Regions from separate parts of the Mus musculus genome. Here region 1 is linked to region 2. Evidence: chromatin contacts called from public promoter capture Hi-C data. All regions are on one chromosome and are shown on one strand. The core of a region is the stretch at or near the end of the contact, and the rest is flanking DNA. Distances in the headings are between cores, read along the strand shown.

Evidence for each region. Promoter capture Hi-C pulls out the DNA fragments that hold promoters and counts their contacts.
Region 1: a contact with region 2 is called in a promoter capture Hi-C map of hippocampal neurons, with 2.6 times the contacts expected there. The contact joins the promoter of Ube2u here to the promoter of BC062258 in region 2. A contact is called at or near these places in 12 of 39 promoter capture datasets (the 3T3-L1 cell line, cranial neural crest, embryonic stem cells and 7 more), 1 of 484 Hi-C or Micro-C datasets (uterus) and 5 of 115 datasets of contacts at active chromatin or transcription factors (the 230-238 cell line, embryonic stem cells and epiblast stem cells).

Annotation. Positions count from the first base shown.
Region 1 is chr4:100,477,210-100,481,185 of GRCm38.p6, reverse strand. Ube2u (ubiquitin-conjugating enzyme E2U (putative)) reads right to left here and starts at 2,319. Exons shown (of 10, transcript NM_001033773.4): 1 at 1,939-2,319. The coding sequence starts at 2,004.
Region 2 is chr4:99,926,941-99,931,196 of GRCm38.p6, reverse strand. It overlaps BC062258 (a long non-coding RNA gene), which reads right to left and starts at 1,379. Exons shown (of 2, transcript XR_003955079.1): 1 at 1,183-1,379; 2 at 1-552. It overlaps Pgm1 (phosphoglucomutase 1), which reads right to left and starts at 1,746. Exons shown (of 11, transcript NM_028132.3): 1 at 1,386-1,746. The coding sequence starts at 1,631.

The sequences.
Region 1 (3,976 bases), core at 1,070-3,569, 550 kb before region 2:
TTTCAAAATTTGATTTTTTTTCTTAATAGTTCTTGATATATGGAGGTGTTACATGCCTTACGTTAAGGTAGATGTCAGGAAACACATGAAATAATAGTAAATTAGTAACAAAATCCTAAGAGTAGAAACCACTGGTAGGATGGGAAGAGAGGCTGGGCAGTGTGTCTATGCAGTACGTGTGTAGGGTATGGCCATTTATGATCCCAATTAGAAAAGAAGAGAATAGCTGGAAATTTGAAAAAAAATGTGTGTTTCCTGAAGGTTTCTGAAGATGATTCGGATATCACGTGGAAGGCATGATGTAAGAACATTTTCACTAAAAAATTCCAAGCTTACCTCAATTTCCTATGTTTACGAGTTGGATTTTTTTCCTTGTGTTATGAAAGGAAATATAAAACAAATCACTTTTCTAGTTCTAACTCTGATATGGATTTTGTTTGGTTTTGGCAATGGATAGGTGCATAAAAATATATCTAACAGTGGAAGTGTGAACTCCAATGTGAAGATCTGCAGAGTCCGTTCCCACATGCCATTCTGACTGCGGGAAGCTCATTGGAGTGTATTTACTTTCCATCTGGTTAATTTTGACGTGTGATTATTTTTAAAAATTAATTTTCATATTAAACTTTATAAAACTTATTTAAGAAAACAAAATTAAAATGTCAAGATTACTTTTGTATGTAAAAACAAACTTTCCTACACTCAAGTAGCGTCTCTATGAAGAGACAAGAATGAGCTTCACAGAAAACCTTAACAGCTATGCTGAGTGTACTTAAGTTCAGCAAATTCTTCCTGAGCCAGCACAGTGATTGCGTTTGCTAGGTGACTGTCAAGGTGAGCACTGTATTTGTCTGCATGCATTATCTGTACTGATATAAACCCATCACTGAGTTCTATTATGCCAGAGAACGATAATGTCTAGATTGAACAGAAATGTTATTCAACATGAGGTCATGCATCTGTAATGTTTATATAGCTGATCTTAAGCATCTCTGAGGAGGGCTTTTTCTTTTTTAATGTGTTTATAGTAGGAGTAAAACAGAACTTGTATTATGAACTACCACCACCAAGGCTATTGTTAGCACCTCTGCACACACTCTTTTATGGATGGCTTTGTTTCTAAGTTTGCTTTTTGCCACTTCCCTTTCTCCTCATTCTCTATTTTTCATTTTCCATATATTAGTCCATGGCACAAATGAATGCCAATAACTTCACTGGTGACATTGGAACAAAGGGTAGTTTTTTTTTTTTTCCTTCTGCATTAAAATTAGAAGGCAAAGACATAAGAAAGAAAGTACTGGAAAGTATGCAGTAGAACACGAAAATTAAAAACAAAGGATTGGAAAATGATATAGTGTGTCGGGTGGTAGTGGGAGGAGGCAGGAGGCAGGAGGCAGGAGGCAGGAGGCAGGAGGATCTCTGAGTTCAAGGCCAGCCTGACCTACAAACAGAGTTCCAGGACAGCCAGGGCAGTTATACAGAGAAACCCTGTTTCGAAAAACCAAAACAAACCAAACCAAACAAAGAAGGAAGGGGAGGAGGAGGAGAAGCAGCAGGAAGAGGAGGAGAAGGGAAGGAAGAGGAGGGAGGCGGAGGATCCTGACCCTGGAGACATATCTATACTGACTCTTCCCTAAGCATTACGTTTGCTGGTCAGCAAACAAAACATGACTCAGTTTACAGTATTCATGAGTGCAACCTGAACCTGCCAGCCCATGCTTGGCAGACTGATACTCACGGCTTCAGCTCACTAGGAATTGCCCTGCACAATGTACTTAAAATTGTTACATCATTATTTTGAAACAGTAGTTATTAAAGAATACTGTAGTTGAAAAGTTGGTGTAATTAAATCATGGTTTACAGAATAAACACGGACTAACCTGCTTCTTAAACAGCATCACTGGATGAAAACAGACCCCTTCAGGCTGCTGTACTTACCTTTCTTGTGTCACGTTTTAACTCCCTGAATTCTCTTTCCAGCAAGATGTAAGCTTTGGAGTACATACTGAGGTTGCTACTTGTCTTGGTTTACTCAGGGCAGAGTTCCTGACTGAGGTCTCCGGTCACCCTCTGACCCCTGGTTAACGGTTACTCACTCCGTAGTCAAGTAACTGCTAAGATTAGGATTTAACAGTGACTTTCTTTTCTGACTCCTCCAGACGGGAACTTCCCGAAGGAAGACTGGGGTCTTTCCTATCTGGGCTGTCTCAGCTTCCACCCCTAGACAAACTTGGGGACCACTTGAGAGATGCCGGAGTTGTTGGCTGGCCAAGAGGAAAAAAATGCAAACCCGAAGCAGCACTGCCAAGTTCTCTTTCTACCTGACAAGTAAAGGCTATGTTAGCTCAGCGGGACAAAGCAAACTGGTTGCCAAGCAACAGTCCTCTGGAGGCGGGGCGAGGTTGTCATCTAATCAGCTACCGGACTGTAGGTCCTCTTAGCCAATAGACAAACAGTTTCAGTGGGAAGGCCAATGAAGTCAGCATTCAGGATGACATCACCCACCCCTCAGTGCACCCGGACACCAGTGGGGTAGGGGGTCTTCCCTGCGCCCAGGACTTGTCTATAAATCATAAGCTTCTCAATAGTGCTTGTCCACTATGAACCTTTCTCTTTGACTGTCAGGTAACAAAAATATATGACTGGTACCCAAAGCTCATCACCCAACTGCCTTTTGCAAAAACCTCCCAAATTTCTGAAGTTGGAATTCCAATTTCTAAAGCTAAAACCATTCCTGCTTCCCAATGAGGGAGGCTTCTACCCCAGTTATTCATCCCCTGTCTTAGTCAGGGTTTCTATTCCTGCACAGACATCATGACCACAAAGCAAATATGGGAGGAAAGGGTTTATTCAGCCACATTGCTCTTGATCTCACAGAGCTCTTAACACCGAATGGATCTTTTAGCCCAAAGTTCCAAAGTCCTTCCACAGTCCTCCCCAAAACATGGTCAGGTTGTCACAGGAATACCCCACTATGCTGGTACCAATTTCTATATTAGTCGGAGTCACAGTTTTACTGCTGTGGACAGACACCATGACCAAGGCAAGTCTTCTTTTTTTTTTATTACATATTTTCCTCAATTACATTTCCAATGCTATCCCAAAAGTCCCCCATACCCTCCCCCACACTTCCCTACCCACCCATTCCCATTTTTTTTTGGCCCTGGCGTTTCCCTGTACTGGGGCATATACAGTTTGCGTGTCCAATGGGCCTCTCTTTCCAGTGATGGCCGGCTAGGCCATCTTTTTTTTTTTTTTTTTTTTCCATTTTTTATTAGGTATTTAACTCATTTACATTTCCAATGCTATACCAAAAGTCCCCCATATCCACCCACCCCCACTCCCCTGCCCACCCACTCCCCCTTTTTGGCCCTGGTATTCCCCTGTACTGGGGCATATAAAGTTTGCAAGTCCAATGGGCCTCTCTTTCCAGTGATGGCTGACTAGGCCATCTTTTGATATATATGCAGCTAGAGTCAAGAGCTCCGGGGTACTGGTTAGCTCATAATGTTGTTCCACCTATAGGGTTGCAGATCCCTTTAGCTCCTTGGCTACTTTCTCTAGCTCCTCCATTGGGAGCCCTATGATCCATCCATTAGCTGACTGTGAGCATCCACTTCTGTGTTTGCTGGGCCCCGGCATAGTCTCACAAGAGACAGCTACATCTGCGTCCTTTCAATAAAATCTTGCTAGTGTATGCAATGGTGTCAGCGTTTGGATGCTGATTATGGGGTGGATCCCTGGCTATGGCAGTCTCTACATGGTCCATCCTTTCATCTCAGCTCCAAACTCCGTCTCTGTAACTCCTTCCATGGGTGTTTTGTTCCCAAATCTAAGGAGGGGCATAGTGTCCACACTTCAGTCTTCATTCTCCTTGAGTTTCATGTGTTTAGCAAATTATATCTTATATCTTGGGTATCCTAGGTTTGGGGCTAATATCCACTTATCAGTGAATACATATTGTGTGAGTTTCTTT
Region 2 (4,256 bases), core at 130-2,629:
AAACTCACACTATGCTAAAAGCTCCTACCGACAAGGCTCACTCCTGCCTGGGAGCCTTCCTTTTCCCCACCCATTCTCTGTCCTGGGCATAGGCCAGGGGACTGCTGAATGAGGCCCCTGTGAGCAAGGGTGGAGCTGAAGGGATCCTCCCCACAGAGCTGACCGGCCTCTCTCCCACATGGAAAGCTGTGGTGGTCTGAACACTCCTGGGCATACAGATACAAATCCCAACTTCTTTCTCTGTTTGTCAATGTCTGACCCATCCAGGAAAGTCTACATACAGAGCTCAGTTTAGATCTTGAAAACTGGAAAAAGAAGGTCTTGCAATTTATGAGTCCCTCGATTTTCAGAAGCCACTCAAGTGGTACCGGAAGGTCCGTGCTGGATTCAATGTTCCCGTTATAGTTTTGGTAAATTCTTTAACCTGCCCAGGCTTTTTAGTACTCTCCTCGGTGACTTTAAAGTACCCATAATAGCGTCTTCCTTATAGGGCTTCAAGAGGGTTCTTGAGACACACCAGTGAAATGTTTGTCACGGTGCTTGGCAAGGCAGCTTGAAATAAGTTGAAATACAAGTTATTGTTGAAGGGAATGGGCCCCAGAGGAGCTGAGAGAAAGTCCAATGTTATTGTAAATATACAAAGAAAACGTGTTCCTTAAAACTTCTTTTAAAGTATCTTGTAGAAACAAATAACCAATTCCAAATCCACATTTACAAATCATCAGATTTATAGGAGAAAAAAAAGTTTCACCTCTCTAGTGGACCTGCTCAATTAAGACAGTTAACCTTCTTAACCAGGGGGCGGAACTGGGGGCGTTGCATTAATTTCCTGGCCTGTCAGGACAGCTTGCATAAGAGAGCCCTTGGGTATATTGTTATTGCTTTAATGAAAATTCAGGTCCAGCCCCCTTGGTGGAACAGGTCCAGCAGAGACTGGACTTTTCAAAAGCCTGAACCCAGGCAGCAGGCCCGGCAGGGGAGGAAGCGCCTTTCCCAAGCCAACCAGAGGGCAGGGAGAGAGGCTTGGCACCTGCGGGCCCAGATCGCTGGCTTAACGCCCCAGGGGGATGAGTGCTCCGGTCACCCCGGCCCTCCCAACACCTGGCCTCGAGTCAGCGGGAGGTGCCCCAATCCCAGACCAGAATAGCACAGCGCCACGCAGGGTCTGCACGGCGGGCTCACCTTTCCCCGGCATAGCCATTGCGAAACGTGGGGTGTGGGGGGATGGGGTGGACGGGAAGCCGAATAGGGGTGTGGGGGCGGGGGTACTGCCAAGGTCAAGGGAGCGTGCGCGGGGCGGGGACGGGATGGTGGCGCGCACGGAAGCGCCGGCCCAGAGAAGCCCGCACGTAGCACACGCTCAGCCCGGCCCGCGCGTCCCTTACCCCGTTGGCTGCAGCGATGCGTACGATGAGCTGGATGGCCTCGGTCATGTAGAAGCGGCCGTCCCCGCCCACAACCAGCGTGGCCTCCTGCCTCAGCGCCGGCTCCACGGTAGAGACGATGCTCTGGATGAAATTCTCCGCATAGTTGGCGTTGCTCTGGAAAACCTTCACTCGCTTCCGCAATCCGCTGGTGCCCGGCTTCTGATCCGGATATGCCTGCGTCTTCACTGTCACGATCTTCACCATGGTGGCGGTTGGCTGCGAGGCGACAGTGGCTGCGGCTCTGGCTGCTGCAGAGGGCTCAGGGTCCGCTCTGCTCTTGCCCTGGAAACGATGGCCCAGGGCCTGCCCACGGCCCGCCCACTTCGCCAAAGTCCGGCTGCCTGGGAAGAGGGACGGGTCACGGGGTCGAGAGGGGCGGAGTCTCCCCGACTGACACATCTCTACCTGAGCCAATGGTCTATATAAAGAAACTAGCTCTTTAACTGGAGAGCAGAGCTTCATCTATCGATCATAGTGCAAGGACGAAGAGTTCAGCACGTTACTGTGATTGGACTAGAGTGTCACGTATACATTCCAGAAGCTGGTCTAAAAGACAGAAAAGCCATCCTCCGACTTTTTTTTTTTCTGCAAGGACAGGCTCAACCCCAAAGTTATATTCAGCTTTCTACTTTTTATGTGTTTGCTGTGGGCCACATGCTACTTCATTAGTGATTGTGGATATCCGAAGAACTGATTTGTTTAGTGTATAGTTTCTAGATCTTCCAAAAGTACGGGTTTTATTTTTCCGTGCTTCTGCTCACAACACTGAGAAATTCCGATAATAAAATCCTTCCTCGCCGGGCGGTGGTGGCACATGCCTTTAATCCCATCACTTGGGAGGCAGAGGCAGGCAGATTTCTGAGTTCGAGGCCAGCCTGGTCTATAGAGTGAGTTCCAGGAAAGCCAGGGCTACACAGAGAAACCCTGTCTCGAAAAACAAAACAAAATCCTTCATCACTTGAGGAAGTTCAGCTCAGTTTGGGTCTGAACAAGCCAGGCAGGCTCTTACCAGGGTTGGCCTGTCTGTCATCCATCACGTTTGACAACTAGGAAATGGAAACTTTGAAGGCAGCCTAGATAAACATAGATACAGCTATAAGGCGTCAAAGGATTACTGTGACAGCGGACCCAGTGATTGTGAAAACAGCAAGAGCTAAGGCAGTCAAAAAGGATTTGATTATTCGGTAGGAATATTTTCTTCTGCCTTTCTTAGTTTTTTTTTGTTTTTGTTTTTGTTTTTTTGTTAAGAGTCTCTGCTTGACAAATGTGTCATTTTAGTATACCAAGAAAACAAATACCTTTAAGAAAGTTAAGTCTGTGAGTGTCCATCTTAAACAAATGTAAAACCTTTCAAAAAGGATTTCTGCAAGAAAGAGGTTGTGGTGATGATGACTGTGCCTGTATTCCTACACACACACACACCCAGAGAGAGAGAGAGAGAGAGAAAGAAAGAGAGAGAGAGAGAGGGAAAGAGAGAGAGAGAGAAACATTCCATAGAGGCATAGACCTATACAGACTTGAAATGACCCCAGCTTAGTACAGTCCACGTGAAATCAGTATTAGTTGATGCAGTCATCAGACTGTACTTAAAACCTATCAAGCCTAAAATTATCAGCTCCTCTCTCCAGTTGCAGTACTAGAACATACTGATAACCCATGAACTGAGCTTGTACTCATACTTTCACAGTGGCTAATTGGTGTCTCTTGATCAAGCAGGGAGGTTGGCTGACATATGTAAGTTCTGCCTCAGAACAAATGCTAATAGGTATATGGATATGAAGTTTATGTGTATACAGCATAGCTGGTTATAATCACTGTCATTGAGCTTCTGTGGTAGCTATGTGGAAACTGACAGCTGCTCATAATTTCTAATATTTTCCTAAGAATTTACAGCTTATAGTCATATTTTTGTAAAGTAAGTTGTGTTTTCAAACTCATTAGGTGAGAAAATTAGTTAAAGGTAGAATAGTGAGTGTGACTGAGATTACCTAACTCAAAAATGAAAATATAGCATAGAATCCTCCAAGTCTTACAAACATCCACTTTAGATTTATATAGTTTACATTAGTGCTTTCACCTAGGTACTAATAAAAAGTACTCAACAAATGGTATCACACAAAGTGCTGGGCTCAGACTCGGAACCCATGCATGCCCTTCCCGAGGTCTTAACTGTCTATGGAAGTATGATGAAGCTGTTCACTTAAGACTGGATCTGTACTTCTCTCACCTCAGAACATGCAGCAGTTAGCTTCAGCCACATAGCAAATCCATCTAAAACTTATTAGCTTAATACATCCTCCATGCATTATCCCTCGGGCTGTTGTTTATGCAAGTGTTACAGCCCTAAGGGGAAAGACTGCCCCAATTCAAGTGTTACAGCTCTGAAGGGAAGGTATCCTGGCAGTCAGGAGCCAAGGAATACCAGAGTCACACTGCACAACAAACCTCACACAAGAGATACACGGGGAAAGACACGAAAGGGTGACTGACTGCCTGTGCTCAGGCAAGAAGCAGCAGAGAACTGAGCAGAGGCAGGCTTCTTGTATGGGGTTTTTTGGGGGCAGGGTTTACCAGGTTGGAGATTTCCAGGGCGGAGGGGGATTGCTGAGATTTCAAGTCCTGAGCTTGGAGTGAGCCCAGGGATTGGTGGGTTTTGAAAACCCAGAAGTGAGCTTGGAGTTTTTTACCCTACAGGTTAACTGAGCCATTATGCGGATCTGAGCAAGACTCAGCCAATCTTGGCTAGATCCAGCGTCTCCTTTACAGCCCCTATGATCCTAGCAATCATTTATGTAATCCCTTCGAATTACTTTTCCAGTGCTATGTACC